Regions from separate parts of the Mus musculus genome. Here region 1 is linked to region 2. A link is a contact called in public Hi-C data. All regions are on one chromosome and are shown on one strand. The core of a region is the stretch at or near the end of the contact, and the rest is flanking DNA. Distances in the headings are between cores, read along the strand shown.

The links. A called contact is a pair of places that touch in the nucleus more often than the background predicts.
Region 1: a Hi-C map of the N1E-115 cell line shows a contact between it and region 2, with 4 times the contacts expected there. The contact joins two enhancer-like sites. A contact is called at or near these places in 8 of 39 promoter capture datasets (the C10 cell line, embryonic stem cells, hippocampal neurons and 2 more), 1 of 15 datasets of contacts at CTCF or cohesin (pro-B cells), 9 of 484 Hi-C or Micro-C datasets (the G1E-ER4 cell line, the N1E-115 cell line, bone marrow-derived macrophages and 4 more), 2 of 115 datasets of contacts at active chromatin or transcription factors (cardiomyocytes and memory CD8 T cells) and 1 of 9 other capture datasets (macrophages).

The regions. Positions count from the first base shown.
Region 1 is chr3:79,189,393-79,195,709 of GRCm38.p6, forward strand. It overlaps a transcript of Rapgef2 not described here. Among named protein-coding and RNA genes, the nearest start is that of Gm24150, 3.8 kb to the right of the region's middle. Within about 2 kb of position 2,954, at least 20 of the 459 cell types and tissues checked have an H3K27ac peak or open chromatin away from gene starts, as enhancers often do. A contact at or near this core is called in the N1E-115 cell line, where this site is marked.
Region 2 is chr3:79,025,002-79,031,101 of GRCm38.p6, forward strand. No RefSeq gene overlaps it. Among named protein-coding and RNA genes, the nearest start is that of Gm52609, 29 kb to the right of the region's middle. Within about 2 kb of position 2,905, at least 25 of the 459 cell types and tissues checked have an H3K27ac peak or open chromatin away from gene starts, as enhancers often do. A contact at or near this core is called in the N1E-115 cell line, where this site is marked.

The DNA.
Region 1 (6,317 bases), core at 1,704-4,203, 160 kb after region 2:
TCTTCACAGGGACAGTGTATTTTGTGGGGGATGGAGGGGGAATTTTCCCTTCCATGTTTGTGGTCCACACAGACCCCAGCAAAGGGAGTCAGAACCCCCCATAATTGGAGTTATGGACATCTATGAGCCACTGTGTGGGTGCTAGGAATCAAACCCTTAACCTCTGAGCCATCTTTCCAGACACCCCATGACATCTCTTGATGAGACATGTTCTCTTTCACCAGTTCAGTTCTCATAATGAGCAAGAACAGCCCACTGGTACCTTCCTTCCCAGGTCTGCCTCTTGCCATCCCTAAGTCAGTCCAAAAGCCCCAGCTCTACTCCCATGTCACCGAATCTCCCTGCAACACTGAACCAAACTTTTCTTTCCGGATTTTTTTTTTTTTAATTATTGGCTCTGATGGTATGACAATAGGACCTTTGTGCAGTTATGCCCCTCACTTTAAGCAATCCCAAAAGGATGTGCTCACTCAGCAGTGCTCCTAAGAAAAAGGAAATGCAGAGGGCAGGTGAGAGGAGTCGGGCAGAGGTCAGGATAACACTAGGAGTGAGCCTGGGCATCCTTGTGGGGTCTTCTGGTTCAGAGATATGAAACTGTTGACGCACTACTCTTTAGAGTGATTAGCATTTTGCCCATGGGGGTGGGGGGGGGTTGCTTGTTGAATTGGTTAGTTGATTTCGGTGTTCGTTAGTTTTTTTGTTTTTTGGTTTTTTGGGGTTTTTTTGTTTTTTGAGAGCAATACATGCAGTGCTCACTCTTGGTAACTATCTGCTAAAGCTAATACTCCACCCATGAAGTCTAATGCAATACAGTCTGGTCAGATTTTAAAACCTACCACTGGGTTAGGAATATGATAACAGCTCTGACCCAGGGAGCAGACTGACACACAAACTCACGCAAAGAAAGTTTTTTTTATGTATGTATATGTATACTTTAATTTCTATCACAGACTCACTTATACACATGTTCTTATGAATGTAGATATAGATCAAATTGAACATTTTAAATTTAAAAAAGAAACTCCTCTGACCCCATGCCTTGCTGACTATTGTCAAAAACTGCTGAACTACAAGCTGGAATCCCTTGCTCTGGCAAAAATATGTGACAATGAACTATGTGACACCATGCCTGAAACCAGTGGCTCTCCACAGCCTGCCAGATGCAGCCAACAGTGGAGGCTGCCAATTCCAGGCAAAGATTTAAGTGTCAGAGCTGGGGAGACAGCTCAGTTGGTAAAGCATTTGCCAGGTCAGCATGGGGACTTGTAACGGCACTATTCTCATAAGAAGACAGATGCAGCAGATTCCGTAACTTCAGTGCTGGGTTGGGGCAGACAAGAGGACTGAAGCATACAAGCCAGCCAGCATCGGCAGAGACATCCAACAATCAGCCCCTGGATCCCACATGCATGTGGGCATGCGCAGTCACACAACCACGCTACACCAAAAGAAAAGGCCCATTTATTAAGCAGTGCATCAACAAGTAGCTGCACTTGCTGCTGTTGTCATTGTCATCGCCATCATCATCATCATTTCTTGAAACAGGGTCTCCCTCTGGAGCTCTGGCTATCCTGGAACTCAGCATGTAGACTAAAATGACCTTGAACTCACCAAGATCCTCCTACCTGTGCCTCCCAGGTGCTAGAATTAAAGGCGTGCACAACCACCTCTCCTGGAGTGCTGTTTCACTTAATCTTTAGGTCAATGATACTTGTCATGAGGAGAAAAGTTACATACGGCCATGTTTCTTTCTGAAACTCGATGAAGACAGATTTAGGATGGTCTGGAGTTGTTACTGTGGGCCTCATTTCTTCTGAAGAACCAGATTTACCTATCCATGCTTTGCCAGTTCCTGGGAGTAAACCTTCCCTGAACACACAAATGACTTTCCAAACCATAGTCCCCACTTCTCTTTATACCTATATACCTTTTGGACAACACTTAATATCCAATAAAGCCACCTGTCTGCAACATTATATGCTATTGAATTGTTTAAAATATCATATTAATTAATTTATAAGACTAATAAGGTAATTAATAAGATATTACATGATTTTTTAACAAATTTGTACTTTTAAAAATGCAGCTAATCCTATAGCTCTTTATGCAAAACGTGAAACATTTAAGTGTGTCTTCAATCTCCATCTCATAAGCACGGAAGGAGGCATCCGCTGTTTTACCCTCTTTCACTAACATTAGCACGTTCTCAGAGCAATCCACTGATTACCAGGTAGTTCCGGCACGCTGAAGAGTGCCTGCGATTTTTCAGCTCAAGCAGTGCGCTGTCTGTCACATGAAATATAATGAGAACAGTGCTGCAGCCTCTCAGGACTGACGAGTTAAATGTCTTGTTTCTCCACTTATCCTCATTATAGCTGTCGGCTCCAATATAAAATGTGATTATTAAGAGGACTATACCACAATTTTAATTTTTAAAGATTGTAGATGTTTGATATCGGTGAAGAAGAGCCCTAATTATAAACGGACACAATCGACATGGCACAAATAAACACTGCACACGCCTTCCAACCTCCCGCTAACGCTGCCTGAGAGACCTCACTGATGTCTCAAGTAAGTTCTGGGGTCTGCGAACGTGACCTCCCAGTCATGCCTCCACGAGCAAAGGTCCTGCCACCTCTTCACACGCATACTCTTCTCCTCCTTTACCCAGAGGAACGCCATTCTTTGCCTTTCACTGAGGCTACTGGCAATGCACGATACCCCTCCTTCAATCCCCCTCGTGTACCATCACTCGTGTGCTTTGCTCTGCCCAGATCTCCTTTCCAAACACTGGCCAGCCATGTAAATTATAAATCCACCTCCAATAAGAGCTGCCCTTGATTAGGCCACAGGCATTAACAAACCCTGTATTTGAAGGGCTCTGCCTTCTGAGTCTCTCCACTGGTTTCCACTGTACTGCCTACCTGCTCCCTGACACGAGGCAGCTTTTTCCATGCTTCATACACAATTCCCTCACCTTCCCACACATGCACTCCGTCACATGACAGGCTTCCCTGATATACTCCAGGACTGGTCATGAGATCACTCTGCGGCACACAATGCACCTTTTTATTCAAGTTTGAAAAAAACAAAAACAAAAGCAAAAACATGGAGACATGATTAAGATTCTGAGCTCCACTAAACATGGTCAAAAATAAAATGGAAGAAGTCACACACACAAAAGAGGCCCACAATCTTCACTGATAATATGGTGCCCATTATAGCAGACTTAGGGCACTTAGAGAGATTAAGTTAGCAAATGAGATGCTACACCTCATACACGGGGAGTCTAATCCCTAGCCTTCATTACAATCCTGTGCTAAGGCTAACGGCTCCTGGGCTAATGGGCTTCTTCCTTCAGCTTACAACCTCTACCCTGACCACAGCACAAACAGGAAAGGAAGTTTCTGTATACCGATTGCTCTGCATTATGGAGAATATGACTTTAAAAGATGTGTGAGTGAGGAGATCTGACTGAAATTAAGTTCATAAAAACTGGGCTGCTATTAGCATCTCCTCCACACTGAACCTCTAGAGAGTGCTTTCTAGAGAGAGAACTACCCATGAATCTCTACGGCAGCCTTTATTACAGCTCCAATACACTGACTCTTTCCTATTAAAACCACCTCAGGACTATTCCTAAGGCAACATCACCCAAGGAAACAAACAACTGGGGCAGAGCAAATGCCACCAGGTGCAACATGAAGAAACGAGCTATATATAGCTCTGGCCTGTCACTCAGTCTGAAGACGGCCTCTTCATCCCATGAAAACCCTGACTCACAGGCATTTGACATGCAGCCAGAGAGAGAGTAACTTATGTCATCCTTTAGAATACTCTGAGTCCAATGTGCTCACGGAACAGGTCTGAACTGCAAGTCCTCGTTCCTGCAGAGCTTTCTGAACACTGGGTTCCTTCCAGGAGCTGGAACAAGCTGTCACTTGACTGATGGTGGCTGGTAAGATGCCATCACAGGCTCCCCCCTGCTCCAGAGCTTCATCTACAAGCTTCATTTGTGCAGCAAATATCTCACCAAGGTGATGACAATGTTGAAGGCTCTATTGGTATCTTTCAACATGCATGAATTCCAAATCACACTCATTATAGTGGGATTTGTGTTAAAAAATTAAAAATTTACAATTACTGAACTAAACTGTGGACAGTTACAGACACTGAAAGATATTAAGAGCAACTCTTTATAAAGATGTTTTAATGTTATGAAGCAATATTCACATACATACACACATATATAATATAATGTAAACAGAATGGAAAGTTATATGTAATACTCATGTGGAACACTCATGCATACATAATCTCTGCATACAATGAAGTTCAGAATGAAAAGTATCAGCATAGTAAAGAACGACCATGTTGGAACTGACTCCTTTTCTTTTGAAAATGTATAAAGTTTGTTTGTAATTTCTTTTTACACCAAAATCACATAATTTTTACAAATATCCTCCAGCTCAACCTGGGTTTTCCTGTACACGTTTAGAAACGTAAGTCAGACAGGCACCCTGAGGGGTGAAATGCCCTGTCATGTATTTGAAAAACAGGACTACTAACTGCCTGTCTTTCCTCTGGGAAAGAACTCAGAGGATTACTCCTAGAGCCCACAAGCTTTCTAGGCTGACTTCTAGGAGGTATAAATCCCTACACAACCCAAGCACCCTTGCCAATGCAACGCTATGTGAAGGAGGACAGTGAGAGCCAATGGCTCAACATAGCAAAGTGTTTCCAATGGTTCCTGGTGAATTGCGTACAGTACAAAAGTTCTAGTTGGTTGTTTGTCTGAATCATTTTATTGCCATAAAATTACTATTACAACCAGTGCTATGACGGCAGGCACTGCCACTCCCATAAGAGCAGTGAGCAAACAGGCTTCCCGCCCCCACTGGATCATTTTCTCAAAAGACTAAAGCTTGCCAGTCTGACCCTGGGAAGCAGAAACCAAAGAGGCATGCAAACCTCCCAAGGCACACTCCACCCCTTCCTGTCACCTCACCCAGGCCAGCCTTAGTCTACAGTGTAAAAACCACCTCTCTCCATGGCTTACTAGGTCTGACTTTTTATGGGGGGAAAAAAAAGTTCATATCTGTGAAATAAAATTTTGAAAACTCCTGAATTATTTGTGTGAATGTGCGTGCCTGTCCGCGTGTGAGTGTGGGGAGCAGAGGAAGCTTTGAGTGGGTGTGTAAGGAGTGGACAATTTCCTGAAAGGGTGTGTAATTGACAAAAGCCAACGCCTCAGACTAGTGGGATTGGCAAAGTCTTCTGATAACAAGCAAAAGTGTTTATAAACAGCTGACCAGTGTGTGCAAAAACTAGCAACCGTGGCTTGCTTCTTCCAGAAGACTACAAACCTGAGGCTGCTCCCCTACAGAGACTTCTTTCCAAAGGGAGCTAATGATTCCTTCCTGGGCTGTACATAACACACACACTAAGCTCTCCAGGTTGTGGTTGATGTCTGTATGTCTGGGCTTTGGCATACAAGACACAGTGTGCATGTATGTGCACATGAGGACAGGTGCCCATGAATACCAAAAGAGGAGTTTGAATGCCTCTAGGGGTGGAGCTAGAGTTGCAGGTGAGACACTTAACATGGGTGCTAGAACTTAGACCTGGGTCCTCTGAAAGAGCAGCAAGCACTCTCTCCAGCCTCTAAAATAAATTCTTAACATTACCCTAAACCTATCAAAGTGGCCTAACCAGAATATAGTTGATATTTTTGCAGAAAGCTAGGTGACAGAAAGATGACATTGTATTTTAATCAATTTAACTATTAGTAACATAAAATACCTGTTTTTAAACCAAATAAAAGGCTAGTTGTGACAAACTCAGGAAGAAGGGAACGTTTCTCCTGAAGCTCAGTAGTTAACCTTATTAACACAAGTCGGGCATGTTTTGGGAGAGGAGCCTTTCTGGTTATAACCAATTGGACCAGAGATGCACATGCGGCCCAGCTGAGCCAATCAGATCACATCCTGAAATATCCAAGGAAAATAGTCAAACAGCATAAGTCTTAGCGACACAAAGTCATAAATCAACAGTCAGCGCACACACGCCAAAGTCACGGGGAGAGGAAGCACAAAGCCAATCCACACAGATGTAAAACCGAGAGGCCATATGGCCCTTAGAGGCAGTAAAGTCAGAGACAGTTCTTGGCTTCACTTCTAGTCCCTTGCCGTCTCAATGAGCATCCTTACTGTCTTCAGATGTTTATCACGGCTTCCCATAGGTTAGTTCTTCTTTATCAAAGTTCACCTGAAACTAATGCTATGTGCTATGATCAAAAATGTCCCAAGACAGCTAAC
Region 2 (6,100 bases), core at 1,655-4,154:
TAAGTTAGTGGCCAGCCTAGGCTACATAGCAAAAGCCTGTCTTAAAGCAAGAGAATAAGAAAATTATTAAGCCCTGCATTTGAAGTCTTGGTCCCCAGCCTGCAGCTATATTTGGAGGCTATGGAACCTTTAGGAGATCAAACCTAAGAAGAGGGAGTTAGGCCATTGGGAGTGGAACCTTGCAAGGGATGTTGGACCCTTACCTTCCCATTTGCCATGGATGCATGCCTCAGATCCCCTTGAATTGGACTTGGGAATATTTGTGAGCTACTGTGGAGGTTCTGGGAATTGAACCTGGGTCCTCTGCTAAGTACTCTTTAGCATCAAGTCATCTCTCCTGCCCCAGCTTCTAGTTTTACATGTAAATTCCTCTTTCCTGAACTACCACCTCCCTTCACGTTTCTCCATGACTCACACCCTCCAGTCGCTCAGTCCTACATTTACTGCCATCTTATCACCCTGCTCCCTTGAAGACTTCTAAATCAGAGGAAGGGAAGCCTGCAGTGATGCTAGAAAGTTAAAATCATATTCCCGCACCCCACCCCCATTGTTTACTCCATGAGGAAATAACAGGCCACCTCAGCAGCTCCCCTGAGGGTTAGCATGTGCCCTGGTGGCTCACAGCATGAGGGCTTAAAAATGAGAATTTTGTCCAAATTAACCCAAGAATTTTGAGCAGAGGCTAATTTCCTACCAGCCACGCCATCATCATCTCTCCAGAAGTGCTTGGATTCAAGAGAGACCTTCCCACTTGTGGCTAACAGAAGTCCTGTCTGTGTTCTGAGCTGCACGGTTCAGTTCAGGTTACTTTAACATAATGTCAAGTAGCCAAGATAGAATTCAGCCTGTAAGGTAAGCTGAGCTGAGAGTGTCTTCTCCCTCCCTTGTGGAAAGGTTTCAGAAGAATGCCCAGACCTCAAAAAGGTACAGCCGAACCTCAGTGAAGTGTAGGCCCCAGATGCTCCCCCATCCCCCATTCTTCTTGTGCCTCCATTGAACATCTCTCAAATGCTGGGACAGATCATGTGACTCAACTCAGGGTCCACCCAGGACATCTTCACTTTCCCTTTAGTCTGTTTTCCCTGGGGTCAAAATGGCAGCTGAAGTCCAAGAACGTTCCTGAAAGCCAAAGTAAACAACGGAAGAACTCTTTCTCCAGAACTCCACAGTTGACTTTTCCCATCTATAAAAAGATGTTTCAATTGACAGGAAGTAGTGTTCCTTCTGTCTGACCCATGACTCCAGAGGGAAATTTAGCTTCTTGTCCATCAACACACCAAGATGCCTGGGGAGTCCATCTGCTTGACTTCCTGTGCTTGCCTGTTAATCTTTCTTGGAAACTGGGTACTCCGGTCATGAATGCCATGACATCCTTAGAACTCAGTGACCCTTTTAAGTACCCCAAATCACTAAGCTCTCCCCAGAGGTATCTCTAGTTAGAAATCTTCCTTTAACTAAATCAGACTCAAGGCCCAGACATACTAGCCCATGGTTTTGCTCCTTCCATATACTAGAACTTCAAGAAGAAAAATATGCTTCGGTATTTCATTACTACTTTTTAATTTATTGTGGTGTATTCATTTCCTATTGCAGCAGTAGCAAAATATCACCAATCTACTGACAGCACAAATTCATTCCAGCAGTTCTGGAGGTGAAAACAGCAAGGCAGTCTTTATTTCAATTGGATTTATTGATTTTATTTAATGTGGAGTGTTTTGCCTTCATGTATGTACATGTACCTTGTATGTGCTTGTTACCCTCCAAGGTCTAAATAGGGTATCAGATACCTTGAACTGGGGTTATAGGTGGTTGTGAACCACCATGAAGGTGCTGAGAATCAAACCCAGGTCTTCTACAAGAGCAACAGGTGCTTCTAATTGCAGAGCCATCTCTCTGTCCTCCAATAAAGTGGTATTTATAACGTGACTTGTTCTTTCCAGACAGTAGTGAAAGGGCTTGCTCCTTGACCTTCCCACCTATGGCCACGTCATTTCAAAATGTTTCTATCCATATCTCAGCCTCTTCCTTCTTTGACCTTCTTATCTCCGTTTTATAAATACCATCAGGACCACACTTGGGATCCAAAAGACAATGAGTACAACCTCTGCACCTCAAGGCCATTAACTGAATCATGTTCATCAGGGTCACTTGCCATATGAAGTTACAATTTTGAGTCCTGGGAATAAAGAAACCAATACCTTGGGGTGGAGAACTGGGCAGGGAGGATGGAGTTTCTATTACAGCTTAGTACACATGGCTTTAACTCATTTTGAATAATTGAACCAGTCTATACTCTTTTGAAATTTTGTTTTATATACATGAACAGCACAATATGACAAGATGAGCATTTTAGTTTGGCATCCTGTTTAATTGCTGTTTTGAAACTCTGTACTTTGCCCTGGCTCCTTCAATTCCATTTGCCTTCTAACAGTGACACGGTCCTAGCTATGGCCAGTTAATCAAATTCTCAGAAACCATCTTGTACTAATCAGAACTCTCTGGGTTGTCAGAGTAACCTGTCTTAACTGGCTTAGATGTTTTAAAATTATTGCTTACAGAACTGAAGCTCACAGGCCCTGGGCAGGTTCAGAGATAGATGGAGGCAAACACTCAGTTGCATCCTCAGGGGTTCCTTACCAGCTCCAGTCCCTTGGCTTGCCCTGCCTTCTATGTTGGATTTTCTGTTCTGAGCTGGAAGCTACTAGAAAAATCTGGTATTCTAATGTATCAATGGATTTGGAAGCCTTAGCAGAAGATAAAAATATCTCCTCCCCTGAAGTTCCAACAAGATCACAAGGAGGCTTCTTCTTCACCCACTGGGCAGGGATGGTACCACTTGGATGTGCTGTACTCCTGGAACCAAGAGTGAGCGCCAAGTAAGGTAAAAATCAGCAGATGTGCGTGGGGGTCAAACAAAACCAACACATCTGCTCTGCTCTCAGACCCCAGGCTATATACTCCATGTAGAATGTATAACAGCTATTAGTTTCAGAAGGCCAATATTTCTATTTCTTAAAGCTAGATCCTCCCCTTTATCCTTGAGCTACACAACGCTAATTGGTTCTTTTGGGGTTTTCAGATACCATGGAAATAGAGGGATGATCTTTTCTCAAGCCTAGGACTGGATTTTAAAAGAACTGTTTATTAAAATGACTTGGGTACTCTGGGGGGCGGGGTTAAGAAAACCACAACACAAAAGGCTTGGCCCTGTCTGAAAAGTCTGTCTAAATCTGTTTAACTGGAGGAAGTGGAAGAGATAACAAGGGTCTGGACTGTCAGAAGATAAAAGACAACGATGAAAGTGTGGCGTGTGGCGTGTGGCGTTGGGGCGCTTCTCTCCTTCCCAGCGAAGCACAAAGAGCTGCTTATCTAACAGAGGCGGTTGTTCTGCAAACTCCAGGCTAGATGATAAAAGGCGGCTGATGAACCTTTTCTTCTGTGTCTTCTCAAGTTATTTCCACAGGCTGGTTCTGGGGATTTTCAACTTCAATTTCTCAGCAGAGTGTTCGCTCTTTGCCCGAGATTACATACCTATTCTTTGCCTGGTTTTCGTCTTTATTTTATTTGGAAAAAAATCAATTTGGCTGAGGAACCTCAGAATTGAAAATGGCAGGAGTGGAGCCAGCTCTCTGCCAGACTACCTGCTCTGGAACATGTAACCATGACACTCCATTGAGAGGATCATGACAACTGGTCACTTAGCATAAAACCTAGAGTTCTCCATGCTAATTAGGTATCCAGATAGGCCCTGAGTGTTCAGCCTATGAGCTTCCCTTCCTGGGCATCCCTTCCCACAAAGGTATTTAAACCCCGGTAACCTTAAGTAAGATGTGCTCATTAACATTTGCTATCAAAGAAGACAATTTGGACGAGCAAGGACCACCGCGTCCATCAAGGATCACCGTGGGGGGAGGCCGTTGTGGTAAAGAGCAGCACCTTTATCTCCCAAGAAGGCTTTCTCTCTCCCAGACCCTGCATACGTTCCGCACTCACCCTGAACCAAACTGGGTTCCTCCCAGTTTCTGGGCTCTGCCTTCCCCTTCCAGCCTGGTTCATAAATGCCCTGAGGGGAGACTCAGATCCCCGGAATCTAGTTCCCAGTCTAACCCCCGCAGTGCCTGAGTACACAGGAGACCGGGAACCACAGCAACTTTCCCAGACCCCACTGTTCCCACCCAAGAAAATACAGACTGAGGGCCCCTACTTTGGACTGTGTTCCGCCTCCCCTGAGTGGCTTGCCGATGGGCCAGTGGGCAGTGCTCGGCACCCCAGTGGAAGGCAGACACAGGCATATGTGTCTTTACTTGCATTTAAGGAGGGAATGTGAAGGGGATCTCTTTCGGGTAGGGGTACCAGTGATTGAACCAGGACCTTACATGTAGTGAGCAGATTGTATCCTAGTGCTTAATGATACACTCAGCCCCATAGATCTCATTTTTAATTCACGGAAACTCTTCTTCAATGTTATCATGCTGCTAATTGTTCCTTCCTTATAGCTACTCAAGACCTTCGTGGCAAATGCAAACACCACCGCCCATCTCCCCAAGGCATCTGGTTTTCTTCCTCCAGCCATTTTCCTTTCTGATGACGTCTGTGATGGGTGGATTTGGAGTCTAGGTAAGTTGTTAGCCCTTCGCGCTCCTCAACCCTGGAGACTGGAAAAGCTAACTTGTCAAATTAAGACAAGTCAGAAAGGTACCTTTGTAAAGAAAATCAAAAATTTCTGAAGTTAGAGGGTGGCAGAAGGGGGCAAGAGGAGCCGGTACTGAAGCTTGCCCCTTTGAACATTGCCTTCTGGAACATTCAGGTGCTGTGTTAGTTTCTACACTCTGCTTCAATCATGTGTGACTCCTATATAGAAGAGTTTATATAGGCACCTGCTTTTTAGCTAAGTGGGTTTGACATACAAAATGTTCCCTGGGGGATTGGGAAGTGGGGCTTAGTGGTAGAGCACTTGCCTAGCACTTGATGGGCTGCCTAAATCTCCAGCACTGCGAAATTAATTAATTGATTGATTAACTAATTAATTAAGCAGGTCTTTCCTGTTCCCTGCTGAGAGTCAAGGCAATTTCAAGGATGCGTATTTGTGTGATCTTTCTGGACTCAGCAGTTCATGCTTGCTCTTTAACCACCGATTAAGAGCAATCCCTGGAACTGGTCTAATTGGGTTCCTGCCATCGCTGTCTAACTACATGGGGTGGCCATAGACTGGAATATCCATAATTCTGTGCAATTTGGGGTTCATAAAAACTGTTATTTAAACATAAAAATGCTGTAGCAATGCTGTATCTCCTGCAAGCAAAACCACCTGTTGGAATAAAGGGGCTGGTGTGTATAGACTCTGCATATGGACGTGCACACACAGCAGTATGAACTTGGACTCATTTGCCATTTGATACATTGTTGGCCAATTTTCCCTTGTTCCCTATGCAGAAACTTTTTATTTTTATGAACTTTTAGTAAGAGAAATTTGTTGTGTACCTCTTGGCTTGAGTCTATCCAGACATGTGGTGTGTGTGTGTGTGTGTGTGTGTGTGTGTGTGTGTGTGTGTGTGTGTGTGTGTGTGTGTATACAAAAGCCATGGTATAAAGGCCGAAGTCAGAGGACAGTCTGTGGTAGGTGGCTTTCTCTTTTTCCTTCTCCTTCTACTATGTATGTCCTTGGGATTGAATTTAGGTCACCGGGCTTGGAAGCAAGCACTGAATGATCTCACTGGTCTCAACTCATATTTAAATCATAATTTTCCCACCCAACATTTGATCCAGTTTTGAAAGCATGTATAGCTCCTACTTTTCATCAAGGCAAGAAGGTTCGGTCTCTTCCTGGTTTTCTGGAAGTTTGATCACTAATGGCAGTCTGTTGTCATTTGGATTTGTGATATCCTTGAGGGCCTGCGTGTGAAAACCTTGATCCCCAGCCTGTGTCACTGGGAGGAGGTACTAGGGTCTTCAGGAAGCTAGGCCTCGTGAAAGGATGTTGATCATTGAGAATATGCCCTTGAAGAGAAGTAAGGAGGCCTTAGGCCTTTCCTCTCTGTTTGGCTTCCTGGCCACCACGAGATAAGCAGCTTGCTCTGCAGTATACTCAGCACAGTGTTCT